3 separate regions of the Sus scrofa genome follow, and regions 2 and 3 are each linked to region 1. The links are chromatin contacts, called in public Hi-C and targeted proximity ligation maps. All regions are on one chromosome and are shown on one strand. The core of a region is the stretch at or near the end of the contact, and the rest is flanking DNA. Distances in the headings are between cores, read along the strand shown.

What was found. A called contact is a pair of places that touch in the nucleus more often than the background predicts.
Region 2: a Hi-C map of fetal skeletal muscle shows a contact between it and region 1, with 2.2 times the contacts expected there. A contact is called at or near these places in 1 of 47 Hi-C or Micro-C datasets (fetal skeletal muscle) and 1 of 2 datasets of targeted methods (skeletal muscle).
Region 3: a contact with region 1 is called in a targeted proximity ligation map of alveolar macrophages. A contact is called at or near these places in 2 of 47 Hi-C or Micro-C datasets (alveolar macrophages and retroperitoneal adipose tissue) and 2 of 2 datasets of targeted methods (alveolar macrophages and skeletal muscle).

Annotation. Positions count from the first base shown.
Region 1 is chr3:96,920,271-96,924,833 of Sscrofa11.1, reverse strand. It overlaps THADA (thyroid adenoma-associated protein), which reads right to left. Exons shown (of 40, transcript XM_021088406.1): 22 at 3,209-3,310; 23 at 3,154-3,206. Among named protein-coding and RNA genes, the nearest start is that of THADA, 50 kb to the right of the region's middle.
Region 2 is chr3:97,175,994-97,180,652 of Sscrofa11.1, reverse strand. The region is part of intron 38 of THADA (thyroid adenoma-associated protein); the gene reads right to left. Among named protein-coding and RNA genes, the nearest start is that of ZFP36L2, 22 kb to the left of the region's middle.
Region 3 is chr3:97,305,952-97,310,478 of Sscrofa11.1, reverse strand. No RefSeq gene overlaps it. Among named protein-coding and RNA genes, the nearest start is that of ZFP36L2, 110 kb to the right of the region's middle.

The DNA of each region.
Region 1 (4,563 bases), core at 999-3,498:
GTGCAAAAATCTGGTTGGCTGTGGGAAGCAGGGAAAATTAAATTTAAAGAAAAATTAAATGAGCCATTCAGAACAAAGGGGGCACTGTGTCGTGTCAGAACGCAGCCTGGGAAGCAAAAGAACTGGGTTCCTGTCCCTGAGCTGCCACAAACCAGCTTTGTGATCTTGGGCAAATCAGGTAACGTCCAAGGGCTTCAGTCTCCCCTTGTACAAGGGAGCTGGATACTATCATCTCTGGGCTCCTTCCAGCTCTAAGGCTCTGTGACTACAGCTCTGAATACGCAGAATTACAAACGTGCACCAGATCTTCTCCTCACACTGCAGCAAAAATCCCCCAATTAGAGGCTCACTACCTGCTGGCCTGTTATAAACTACATTCACATTTGAGGGCTGAAGATGTTACTCCTGTAACCAAGGGCTGTAATATCAGCAAGTGAGTTTCAAAAGAAATCCTCCCTGTTGTCTACTTGAGAGGCCCCAATTTTCAAACTAACAGAATCCTGTTACTTTTCCAATGGTGAAGGGTGAGCGGGAAGCAAGAAAAGCACCAGACTGAACATCAGTATTTCAGGTTGTAAAGAAAAGCTTCTTTTGTCCATCAAGAGAAAAGATCAGTTATTACGATTCTTGGGGATAAGAAATCCATGTTCCAAATTCTCCCCCCACAACAGGGAGCATTCCACCTGCAAGTCACTCCAGCGACTATCTGCAGGTCTGTTGTGGTCACATTCACCGATGCTGCTGACTTAAATTAGTAGCTTTTCCTCCTGGTGCACAGAAGACCTAGCAATGCCAGGGCGACTATGCCCTTGGAAGGGAGACCTTAGGTATGGCCCTGCCACTCCAGAGTAAACTACTTTCTTCTCTGTCATTTATTTTAACTTTTTGTTCATCTTTTTAAAGTTTTCTTGAAGTGTAGTTAATTTACAATGTTGTGATAATTTCTGCTGTACAACAAAGTGATTCAGTTAAACATAAACACATATCCATTCTTTCTCGGATTCTCTTCCATATAGATCATCACCGAATACTGGGTAGAGGTCCCTGTGCAATACAGCCAGTCCCCGTTGGCCAGTTATTTTATATGCCACACTGTGCACATGCTAATCCCAAACCTCCAATGTTGCTATTTCCATCTCTTAAAAGTACTGAGTACATGGGAATGCGTTTAGTTTAAGTGAATTTCATGGAGCAAAATTTTAATGTTTAAAAGCAGGAATTCTCTAATAATATGAATAATGCTAACGTCTTGATGACTTTCATTTCTCATTGACTAAATGCTCCTAAACTGAGGCATTTTTAAAGTAAAATTTAGCATGATCAAGCCTAAAATTTTCCACAGAGGGCATAGTTTCAGTGTCAGAATAGTGCTATCACACACACTCTTAGGCACTCATTCAGTCATGAATTTCCTCTCAAGCATATATATGTGGGGTCACCACAGAAAAGGTGACGTGGAGAGATGATCTCATTAGAATGGAAATGGGCATTTTACAGAAAAACAAGATTTTATTTCTTTCTCTTTTTTTTTTTGGACTTTATAGGGCCGCATGTGTAGCACATGGAAGTTCTCAGGCCAGGGCTCAAGTTGGAGCTGCCGCTGCTGGCTTACACCACAGCCATAGCAACTTGAGATCCGAGCCACACGTGTCCTCATGGATACTAGTCTGGTTCTTTAACTGCTGAGCCACGATGGGAACGCCTATGGATTCTATTTCTTACTCAAGAAAACAGTCATTAGAAGAGTTCTTTGGTTTATAAGAGCCTCCCTTCATTACTGTTGTTGTTTTTACAAATAGCTATTTTATATTAATTTGCATTTAAAAATTAATTCACAATTTTAACATGGATATCCCACATAACTTTGTAAGACTGGGGTGCTCTGTAAAGGTGTCAAGGCAAAATGATTTTTGCAGGACGCTTTCAGGTCTTTCTCAGCTACAGTAAAAGAGAAATCTGTTTCCTTAATTTTTTTTTTTTTTGAACACTAGCCAACAAACCCAGAAAACTGGATATTTTAAGTTGTCCTTGAAAAGTTGAGAAGTCAAGGGGCTCTAGCACATGTTTACTTCACATCAGTGAAGTAATCATTAATCATAGCTGGATTCCTCAGCAAAGATGTTGGCATTGGCACTCTAGCCAGTCACCGGCAATGACTGCAAGTAACTCTAGGTCACTGACGCCTATTTGATTTGGAAGAGAATAAGGAACATAACGATGCTGGCAGTGTCCTGTTCCCTTTCGCCGTCCTCCATCTCAGAGCCTTGCAACATCAGGGGCCCAGCTGTTATCCAGATGCAAGCACATCAGCCACAGAGAGTGTGAGAATAAAAACATTAGCAGTATTTCCACGAAACCAGTCACATGGTTATTATAGAAATAATGAACATTAGCATACTACAATATTTGTGTTGTTCTTAAATGTTGTAACACCCGATGGAAGAAATCATCTTTACTTGGAAAAGGTTAAAAATGAAAGAACATGTTATATATCTTTGCTGGGAAATGGTGGGAAATGGATTTGTTGAAGCCCTATGGAAAGGAAGAGGGAATCAATTGAAAACAGAAATCTAATAAATCTAAAATATTTCTAAATGAAATGCTTGTGGTAGACTAATTTCTTGTAAACACAGCACTCAAGTTGCCTGAAAAGTCCCAGATGGTGAACTAACTTTGTGGTCTTAAAAATAAAAGTCAGCCAAAAAAACCCCAAGCAACTACAACTTTATCATCATCAATGTAGAGGGAAACAAGAAATCCATAATCAACTAACATAGTACTTTTTTTTTTTTTTGCAAAATTTGATGGGCATGTGAAGTTTTACTAAATAGAAGGTCTCATTTCAATTTAAAGTTTGTGTGTGTTAAATGGAGAAATAAAAATTTCAAATGATCAGATTGAGGTTAAAAGTGAAATAAAAATCTACCATTATTTAACATAACTTAGAAAAAGTACAATGTTTCTAAAAAGGCCACAGTTTTGAAATGTACTGCAAGGTCTAATTTCTACACTTTAGAGAACTTTCTTCGGTTGACATCTGTAAGATTTTATTCAAGAAGAAATTTTTAAAAGTTTTTCAGGTGGGTGATAAATAAGTTTGTGATTTATGCCTTGACCAGAAATTAAACCAGGTGGAATAAACATCTACCCTACCTGCTCCACTGTCAATAATCCATCAGGAGATTGTGGCACAGACCGCATGGGAGCAGCTGGCACAGGGAGCCTAAGAGTAAAGCGACTTCCTTCATGCTTCGCCAACAACATACCAGCACCATTTGAGCAGTTACATCACATGTTTTTCCTTCTTTACCTTAAAAAAAAAAAAAAAAAAAAAAAAAACTATTGCAACATTCGCCACTTGATTACTCACATCCCAGGTTTCTCAGAACAAGCTTATTCATAATTTCCCCAAGAATAATCAACTTGAACAAACCAATTTGTCATATGCTATATTTATTCAGGAAAAAATAACAAACATTTGTTGGGCATGTGCTATGAGTAGGAATCACGCTAAGTATTTTTTTAATGTACTATTTTCAAAGTAAATTTAAAAATAGAACACAACACTATCCCTCAAACCGAAGTCTAACCTTTGGAAATTAATGCAATAAACTCTTTCTGTCCCTCAATCATCTGTAAAATATGACTCTAATAAATATATTTCATTATTTGTTTTGGTGATGGGGGCTGGCTGCCATATCAGTAAAAGAACAGGATAGGACTTTCAAAATATTATTTAAATTCCATGGTCAATAAGCTATAATAATCCTTATTCTCTTTTTCTAGCTTTAGTAGTATTTTAGTGCTGATATTAAAAAAAAAAAAAAAAAAAAAAAAAAAAAAAAAAAATAAGCCATTAAATCTAAAAGTCAAGGAGTTTCTGTTTTGGCTCAGTGGTAACGAACCCGACTAGAATTCAGGAGGTCACAGGTTCAATCCCTGGTCTCGCTCAGTTCGTTAAGGATCCGGCACTGCCATGAGCTGTGGTGTAGGTCACAGACATGGCTCAGATCCAGCATTGCTGTGGCTGTGGCAAAGGCCGGCAGCTACAGCTCCAATTCGACCCCAGCCTGGGAACTTCCGTGTGCCGCAGGTGTGGCCCTAAAAAAAATAAAAATAAAAGTGAAGTTAACAAAACAATCTTTATAACATGATCCCATTGATCTTTTAAAAGCCCACTAAACTCAAAGGATAAATGTCCATACACTTAAATACGTAAAATAGGTCTAAAATGATATACACTAAAAAGGGAAGAAGTGGGATTGGGGAGGAAATAAAGAAATGAAAGAAAACAAAATTAATTTGTTTTTAGTTCATATTATTTGCAACTATTGTAACAAGCATACATTACTTCGTTTAATTTTAGAAAAAAAAAAGTTTTCATGAGACAATATCTCCATCTAGTGGAGGATGTAGAATACGTTATAAATCAGTAAGATATTACTGCTTCTGATGACTTTCTACAGCACGACAGAAATTACAAAAGAACAACTAATGAGAAAACAAGCAGTAAGAACTTGAATTTTGGAGGCTTGGTACAACAGAGTAGATCACATTCTAGTG
Region 2 (4,659 bases), core at 448-2,947, 260 kb before region 1:
CCTTTTCAGTACCTCTTTGGTGACTTCTTCATTTCCAGAAAGACTCCTGCTTCCTCTGGCTTATTCCTTCAGTTTCTCTCTAGATCTAGCAGGATGAGGTCAATGTGTCTTAGAGGGTGAGGAAGGGGTGGTCCACCCCTGTTATTCCTCGTCAGAGCAGACCTAGGAGACTCCGTCAAGAAAGGACCGCCAGTTTCTCAAAGTTAAACACAGAACTGCCATATAATCCAGCAACTCTAGCCCTAGGTATACATCTAGAAGAACTGAAAATAAGTACTCAAACAACCGCTTGTGCATGAATGTTCACAGCAGCGTTATTCACAGTAGCCAAAAGGCGGAAACAACCCAAGTATCCATCACTGGATGAAGGATAAACAAAATATGGTACATCCATACTACACATTATTACTTGAGCATAAAAATAAATGAAGCACTGCTACATGCTACAATATGGATGACGCTTATAAACACTCTGCCTAGTGAAAAGAGCCAGGCAGGAAGGGTCATACATTATATGATTCCATTTCTATGAAATAGCCAACATAGAGAAATTCAGAGACTCAGAAAGCAGATTGGTGGCTGCAAGGGACTAGGAAGGGAGGGGAGAATAGGGAGTGACTGCTTCATGGATACGGGATTTTTTTGGAGGGTGATGAAAATATTCTGGACCTACAGGGTGGTGATGGTTGCACAATATTATGAATTACCAAATGCCACCGTGTGGTATACTTTAAAATGGTTAATTGCATGTTACGTGAATTTCACCTTAATAAAAAAAAAATACAGAAAGAAAAGATCTCCTTGGGGACGGAGCCAGAGGGTGTGCCAAGAATAGAGGATGGTGGGAAATTCAATTTTATACCCTTGTGTCTTTAAATTAAAGGGGGTGGGGTTAAGAAAAGGGCTCCTCAGTGAGTATTGCTCCCCCGGACACATGTCCCAAAGACTAGCCCTGAGCAGGGGTGGGAGGGGTGGACAGATGGAGGGGTACATAGGGCTCGAAAGAGGCGAAGAGGGGCCAGCCCTCCCTCCCTGCTGCTGGTTGGCTCACCCAAGGACAGAGGTTTAGACTCAGAGGGCTGGAAAGGGGGCAGGCAGAGGAGGGTGGTCTGAACAGCCACTGCGGAGGGAACCCTTGTTTTCCTACACCTCATCACGTTTGCTAAGAAAGCAAGACATTTTATGTCTAGAAGCACCTGCAAGGTAAGACTCATATGTAAGTGGATCCTGTGAAATAGACTTTTATGCAGAGAGCAGAGATCGGATCACAAAGCCATAAGGAGAAATCTCTTTACCCGAATTACACAGACCCACTCGTCTGGTTTCCATTTCATTGCCTGAGTCTGTTTTATAGTTGTGCTTTTTCATGAAAGCTTTTAAGGGAGGCTATTCCCTGATGTCATGCAAAAAAAATGTCTGAATACAATTACATTACGGAGCAGCACTCTTGGAAGAGAACACAGACACGAAGCTCGCTGGTGTCCTGTTTCCTTCCCCTTAAAAGCTATTTGTCTGTTCTCTAAAAACAGAAGCCCCCAAACCCGAATCCCAGGACCCTCTATCTGTCACAATGCCCAGCAGCACTGATTTGGGAAATGCACGCAGAACTGGGGACCCCCGGGGAGGTGGGAAGGCTGTCAGGGAGCCGTGTTCAGCTCTGGTGACCAGCACACAGTCCTGAGCCACCTTGTCTCAGGTCACACATTTTACAATCAAGGGGAGGGAACAGAGCCCCCTGCTATGGGCTCTCTCAGGAATCGCCTATAAAACCTCCTCTCATTTCCTCCCTATCCTCATGCTTTATTCAGACGCGCCCCAAGGCTCGGGGAATGGGTTTCCTTAAAAGCTACTAGGAAAAGTGCTCTTAATCCAAATCTGCTCTACTGTGAGCACACTCTCCATGTTTTTCATCCTTTCCCTAGCTTTCTGGTCCTGGCAGAAGCTGCCATACTCCTCCCTTTCCAGTAGAGGCTGTTCCTTCTTTGCTTCATCTCTGACTCAGGCCGATCAGCAAACGCCTTCTACCTCTACACGATCCCCTCGCCTTCCCACTCAACCATCTCTTTGAAGTCCCTACTATGAAAATTCAGAGACTCTGAAAGCAGATTGGTGGCTGCAAGGGACTGGAAAGGGAGGGGAGACTAGGGAGTGGCTGCTTCATGGATACGGGATTTTTTTGGAGGGTGATGAAAATATTCTGGACCTACAGGGTGGTGCCTCCTAACTGAACCGCTGTATAAACTGTCCCAACCTTCTCCCTGTCCCTATATCTTTACTCCCTTAACCACTCATTCTTCCAGATAATCTTGTTTTCTACAAAAGACATTCAGCATAAGCTCAAACTTCTGTCCTCCCCCACTTGAAAACGTCTCTAATGATTCTTTTGAAACATTAGCTTGAAAGCAGAGCAGGGTCTGGGAAACGCAGTGTTAGGACAGGAGAGAGAGCCTGGAGAGGGAGGAGGAGAGCCTGCAGACATATGGGAGAAAAGGGCGCCGTGGCTGGAGGAAGGTCCTGGGGATGGAATGAGCTGCTGCACAAAGGATTCATGGACATGAAGGAGCATTTTTTTGCTGAGTTTGAAGGGGGCCGGATAAGAAGATTGATGACTGTTACAGAGTGGCCTCCTCCTTACTTTTAAACTCCTTGAAGCTGGCTTCTGACCTTCCCACTACTGGACCTTCTCTCTCAACTCTCACTTAGGACATTTCCTCCATCCTTATTCTCTTTGACCAGATCTTTTGATGGTGAGCGGCATGGCTGACCAACTCTGTCCTTGCTCATTTTTCCTTAGGTGAGTTCATGACAATGGAACCTCTTGGTCTTCTTGATGGGGCTTGGTTACTTCCTTGGCTAGCTCCTCTCCCAAACTATTACCAGAGTCTTCTACAAATGCTCCCTTACCTTTAATTTCTCTCTCTCCCCACCCCTAATCCATCCATTTATCTCCCTCTTTCAATATATAGTTACTGATCCCCTACCATGTGCCAAGCACATGGCAGCTATTAAACTGTAGCTGAATTAATCTTAATGTATAGCTCTGATCATGTTACTTATTTGTTCAAAAGTTTTTACTGGTTTTCTGGTGCAAATGATATCCAGATTCACTGCCGTGGCTCTCCCAGTTTCCGTGGACATCTGCTGTTTTTGTGGGCTTAGCTTCCATTTGCCTTCTCTGGATGGCTGTGCCCCAGTCTTCTCCTGGAGAATCAGCCCTTCCACAATTTTGGCCCATGTGGTTTGGGTGTGGTTATCCTGCCCCCCGCCCCAAGCATGAGCACCTACCCCAGGTCTAAGCCACTCAGGGCATCATCATCATCCTTGCCTCAGAGATTAGTTCCGGGATGGGCCTGGAACCCAACTACAGTCATTAAAAAAAGCCTTTAAAAGAGATTTGAGTGACACAGGCCTCGAATAAACCAAGATGCAAAGGCTAGAGCAGCTGCTGCATCTTAGAACTTCCAGGGGAGTGAGAGCTTATCTGAAAACAGAACCAACCTAAGGACAGAGGAAGAACATGGCAAGAAACCAGGTCCTTGGGACACTGTCTGAGCCCTTGCATCATGCCACATCTGAAGCCAGCCCTGACCCCAGAACTCTCAGTCATGGGAGCCAATATGCTCCCTCCACCCAGTGCTGGAGCAGGTTGGATCAGAGAAAGAGTCTTGCTTGATCCAAAGCTCCTCTGCTGCATCCCAGCTTCCTTTCACCTCATCCTCTGTGCGTATGAAGACTTGCCTACTAATTTATTCCTTTCCTGCACATGCCTCACACCTGGCCAACCCTGTCTTTCTGGAATGCTCCCCATCGTTGCCGTCTTCTCTCACTCAAATTATATCTAACCTTTAAGCTTCAGTTCTAATGAGCTGTCCTCCAAGAAGCCATTCGTCTCCCATTTCCCCCAATAACAAATGTTTGTTGAATAAATGATGAACTGAACAAACAATGACACAGAGAAACAGGGTCCAAGGAGCGGGTTCACCAAATTGTTGTACAGCCCTGGGTTCCAGCAACCCTCTTCATCACCCATCTTCTCACTAAATCCCTGCTTCCTATCCTCTTTGGCCATCATTTCCCAAAAAGTTTCCCTTGAGATGCTGGGAATGTTGACAGATACTTTTTTGGGTACATAACATATATGCTTTATGCATATAAGTGATAACATACTCTAAGATTCTCTTCCCTTACAAGTTGTTACAAAATATTAAGTAGAGGTCCCTCTGCTATACAGTAGGTGCTAGTGGATTATCTATTTTAACGATTTTTATTTTTTTCCATTATAGCTGGTCAATGTTCGTAGATACTTAAAACAGAAAACTCTAAACTCCAAAAACCAACCAAAGTGGGGGGGGGAATCTATTAAATAAGTCTGGAAAATGCTGGATTAAACAAATGCTTTTGTTTTTAATGCACGAAGGTGGGGATGGAGGCAGGCTACACTCTCCAATTTACTCATAAAACAGGTACCAGTACAGAGGGAAGTGCCACATTCTTCCCTGCAGACACGCTTTGGTTTAAGGTAGTGCGGGTTATTTTATATACAAATATAAATATCCTACCCTTTGTTCAAGGTGCCTATTTGCTCTGCACAGCGACTATTCTGAACACAGAAAACTGTTCATTGTTAAACATGGCATGTAAGTGGTTTTGCTTTCTGGC
Region 3 (4,527 bases), core at 144-2,643, 390 kb before region 1:
GGAACTCCTGGGCTGTGCCATCTTGACGAAGCTCCTCCCTCTCACCATGTCCCTGTGCCCCTCAGAGGAAACCATTGGCTGGGCCTTTGGGCCAGAGCTGGGCAGGTTCCCAGCACCCTTGATGTTTGCTTCCAATCCAAGAAAAAGCTAGGCTCCCCAGCTGGGAACTCCTGCCCTCCCCCTTCTCCTTTTCTTTTCTCCCCCCTCCCCCACCCTTGCACTTTCCCCCAGCACCCCCCCAACCCCAAGAAGTTTCCAAAGTGACCACATGTGGGCCCAAATCAAACCCTTGTCCTCAGGCCTCTGCTGGCACTTCTCCCAGATCGCCCACCTTCCTCCTCCAGCTCCGCAGCCCGGCCACCCTCCTCACCCCTGCCCCCGCCATTCCTCTTTGTGGACAACTTTCTAAATGCAGCCAAACTTCCCCTTTCAGTCCACAGCCCCCAGAAAACAGCTGCAAAAAGTCAGCGGCTCGGCAAGTTCTCTTGCAAAGTTTGGCCGAGAGTAACAGCCACTCGTTCTAGCCATTGCCACCCTCTCCCAGGCTCAGAAGGCCAGTCTCCCCCTCCAGGAAACAGTGAGAAGCCCCCGCTCCAGTACTGCTCCCGGGGTCACAGTCTCCCCAGCAATCTAATCTAGAGAGAACTCCTGAAAGGGGCCCGGCTGAGGGTAGCTGGGGGAAGTTGACCGCCCGAAACCTGACGGGTTTCCTGACCTTGCCCAAGCCCTCTGTGACCCTGGGCACCTCACTTACTCCCCCCACCACTGCCCCCCCACACCCAGGCACAGGCCTCTCCTTTGGAGAACAAGGGATGGATACATTGGTTGATTTTCCAGGCCCCTTCCAAGTCTGAAATTCCACACATGGGTCGTTTCTCCCTAGGGTGCCCAGGGATGGGAGAGAAGCTGTGCCCAGGGACACCCGTCTCACTGAGGGTGGTCTGACCAGGCCTCCGAAAATGCATTCTTCGTCCTCTCGGTGACAGTCGGCCCCCTGTAAAAGAGAGGCTCTCACGCCCGAGTCTGATCAGAATCACCTGGGAAAACCACACCATCTCCGACCCCAGCTACACTCCGGACCAAAGAAACCAGAATCTCAGCTCAGGGCCTGGTCCTCAGTCTGTTTGGAAGGTTACTCAGGTGATTCTGAATGAGCAGAAAGAGTTCAGAACCATTGTGGAAAAGGCATCTAGAAACGAAAGAGGAAGCTGTAAGCCAGAGATGCCACATCTGGGTGCCACCTTCTCTGCTGAGAAGCTCTTGAGGCCAGTGGGATGGACTCCGTGAGTAGCGAGGCTTGTCTGTCGTGGATGGGTGGGGAGGGCTGTGGACTGCCCCTGGGGCTGCCCCGCTGCACCCCCACCCTGGCAGGATACTAGGTTCAGGGCCAGCTACTGGGTGCTGGCTCACTGGCTTGCCTGCTCCCTACCAGGCCCCCAAGGCCTCCCTGTGCCCCTCCAAGGCAGATGGCCCCAGGACTGTGGTCCGGGCCCTGGAAACCAACCTCACAAGAGGCAGGAGGCCCCAGGGCAGCTCGAGCCCTCTGAGGGCTTTGTGTGGATTGAGAAAAGGAAAATAGAGAAGGGAAACCGAAGCAGGGCCGAAGGCAGTGAAGGAGAAAAAGACAAGAGAAAGGGGAAGGACTCTGAGGTCAGAGAGTCATGTGAATGGCATTTAGGGAACAAAGCCCCCACTGCCCTGCCCCCTGCTCCCCCTTCATCCATCATCCTCTGGGCCTGGTAAGAAGCACTCTTCTGCCAGGGCCCTGGGCGCAGAAAGCATTGCTGCGCACACAGAAAGCCCAGATCCAGAAATCTGCCAGTTCTGAGTCTGTGAGCCCTGTCCATCCTCCCTCTGGGCAGAGCTAGCAAAGCCCTCCCTACCTGGCACTCTCAGATCCCTGCCTCCTTGGCTCGCGGCAGCCAGGGTCTCTCATCAGACATTGGCCATCAAATCTGGCCGCTCCCAGACCAAAGTAAAGGCTCAATCCAACTCCCAAGACACTTGGCATCGTACCAAGGAGATCCAGGTAATGCTGGTGACTAGCTGTGACCTTGAGCAAACCACCTCCTTCCCCTCCCCAGGCCTCAAGTGCCTGATCTTGTCTGCCTTTCTCTGATGGCACATTTGGAAGGAAGGCATGTCTCTGTATCCCCAGGGGTCAAGAGCCTGGGCTCTGAAGACAGAGACCTGGGCTCATCTCTTGGCTCTGCCACTTGCTGGAGTTTTAATCTCTGTGCCTCCATGTCCTCACTTGGAAGGTGACAGTTAATAGATGGACGGCAGAACATGAGAAGACATCACAGGTCCAAACCAACATGGGTCTCATCTCTAGAATAGCTTTGTCCTTTTTTTTCTTTTTTTTTTTTTTTTTTCGTTTTTGGCTACCCCATGACATATGGAGTTCCTGGGCCAGGGATCACATCTGAGCTGCAGTTGCAACTTAAGCCACAGTGGCGGCAACGATGGATCCTTAACCCACTGTGCTGGGCTGGGGATCGAACCTGCATCCTAGCACTCCAGAGATGCCACAGATCCCATTGTACCATAGTGGAAATTCCAAAAACCACCCTTCACAAACCAAAGAAGGAGATGGCAGACTGAATGGAAAACTGAGCAAAGGATACAAGCAGGCAGTTAACAGCTGCAAGAACCAACGCGAACAGGGTACCGATTAATGTATCAGAGAGGGAGGTACAAGTGACGAATGGGACAGAAGGGATGGTGATTCCCACCCTAGGGGTGATTTTGCCCCCCCCCATCCCCCACCACCACCAGGGGATGTTTGGCAATGTCTGGAGACTTTTTCTGTTGTCATAAGGTGGGGGTGCTATTGGCATTTAGTGGCTAGAGACCAGGGATGCTGCTGAACACTCCATAATGCCCAGAACAGCCCCCGTAACAAAGAAATATCTGACCCCAAATGTCAATGGAGTTGAAGCCTAGAGGATGGATAAACAGACAGGTGAAGGGGCCTGGCTAGGACAGTGAGCTGCTGAAGCATATGACTCATGAAAATAAATCCACTCAAAGGGCAATGATAATGGTCCCTAAGTGTTTGGCAGACAGTAGCAGTTTCGATTCATGTTCGATACTCTGCTGCTACGCTTTCCGTGAGGGGTCCGGACTCCTCAGCCCTCTTCCGATGCTCCAGCAGCAAAGCTGTGGACCTCAGGCTGGAGAGGGTGAGCAGTCACGGTGGGCAGCACAGCTCTCGCCCCTGCGCCCCAGAGGTGGGACGGGCGGGGGGGGGCAGCGGGAGCTATAGAAGGGCAGAGACGGAAAAAGGAAAAGAGGGGAGGGGTGCCTGGGCTGAGGAGCGAAGAGGAAGAGAAAGGAGACACTGCAAGCTTCAGAGTTTCACAACATCACAAAAATACCCAGAAAGTTGGGGGGGGGGGTTGCACAGGGAGAAGTTCAAGTTGAGCAACAGCTGTGGTTGTCTTCACAAATTCATGGAAAATCCTCTTTTCACCCTCTACGGGTGAGTGACGCTAGACCCTTAACCAACCCCGAAGTGGCCTAGAAAGGGTCTCGTCCCACCTCACCAGGTCTCACACCATCTCTTTCCTCGCCTCCCCCTCCTCCTTTTTCACTCGCCCTGGCTGGTCCTCCATCCCTGTTTTCCAGGATGGACACTCCCACTCCAGTCCCACTGGAGCCCTAAAGCAGTTGACGAGGTGCACACATCATCGTCATCACCATCTTAGCTGTTAGAAATCAGCATCTGGGAAGAAATCATCTGCTCTATGCAACAGGCCAAGAGATGCTCTAGGATCCTTAGAGTGGAGCCCCACCTTTGGCTCTGAGTTTCCTGGTGGCCCAAGTGACATGAGAATTGGGGCCAGTTTCATGAGTTACGTGGCCCATAATCAGAAGCCCACCGGTTCCTCTGAGGATGCAGAGCTTTGCCAGGAACTGGAACCTGAAATATATTCTTCTACCCAGCGCTGGCTGAGGCAGTGACAGCTAGCGACAGCAGCCTCCCAAAATAAATGTGACAGAGGGACTCCGCTGGCCATTTTCCAGAAAGGCCCACCATGAGGGAGGGCATAAGAAAGACTCTGTGGTGTCTAAATAACGTGGTCCAAGAGCCACTCGGCTCCATGAGAGGCTGACTCGGTTCAGGGATAAGTCTCATCTGGAAGAATGGATGGAATGCATGGCCTTTAAATAACCCCCATGAACTTTTTCTCTCAACTGAGCTTTTGATAAAACTGGGGCAGCGGGAGGCAGTTGGAGGTTGTAACCGCTGACAAGGGTCTGGCGGGCAGAGCGCTGGCACTGGGTGAGGGTGGGGCCATGGGGCCCTGGCACCTGCAGAGGCATCATTCATGGATTCAGCTGTTCTCAGTCTCCCCCGAAGGCTCAGCACACGCAGAGCTTTCTCATCTGGCTCTGGCCTGAAGTGGAACTTGCCCGAGAGGCTGGTGGAAGCAGGAGCGGGCTCGGAGCCGGCGGGCTGCTGGCCTGCACTGAGAGCCCTGCCTCTCTTCGGGGTTGCTATTAAGGGTAATAATAATCTGC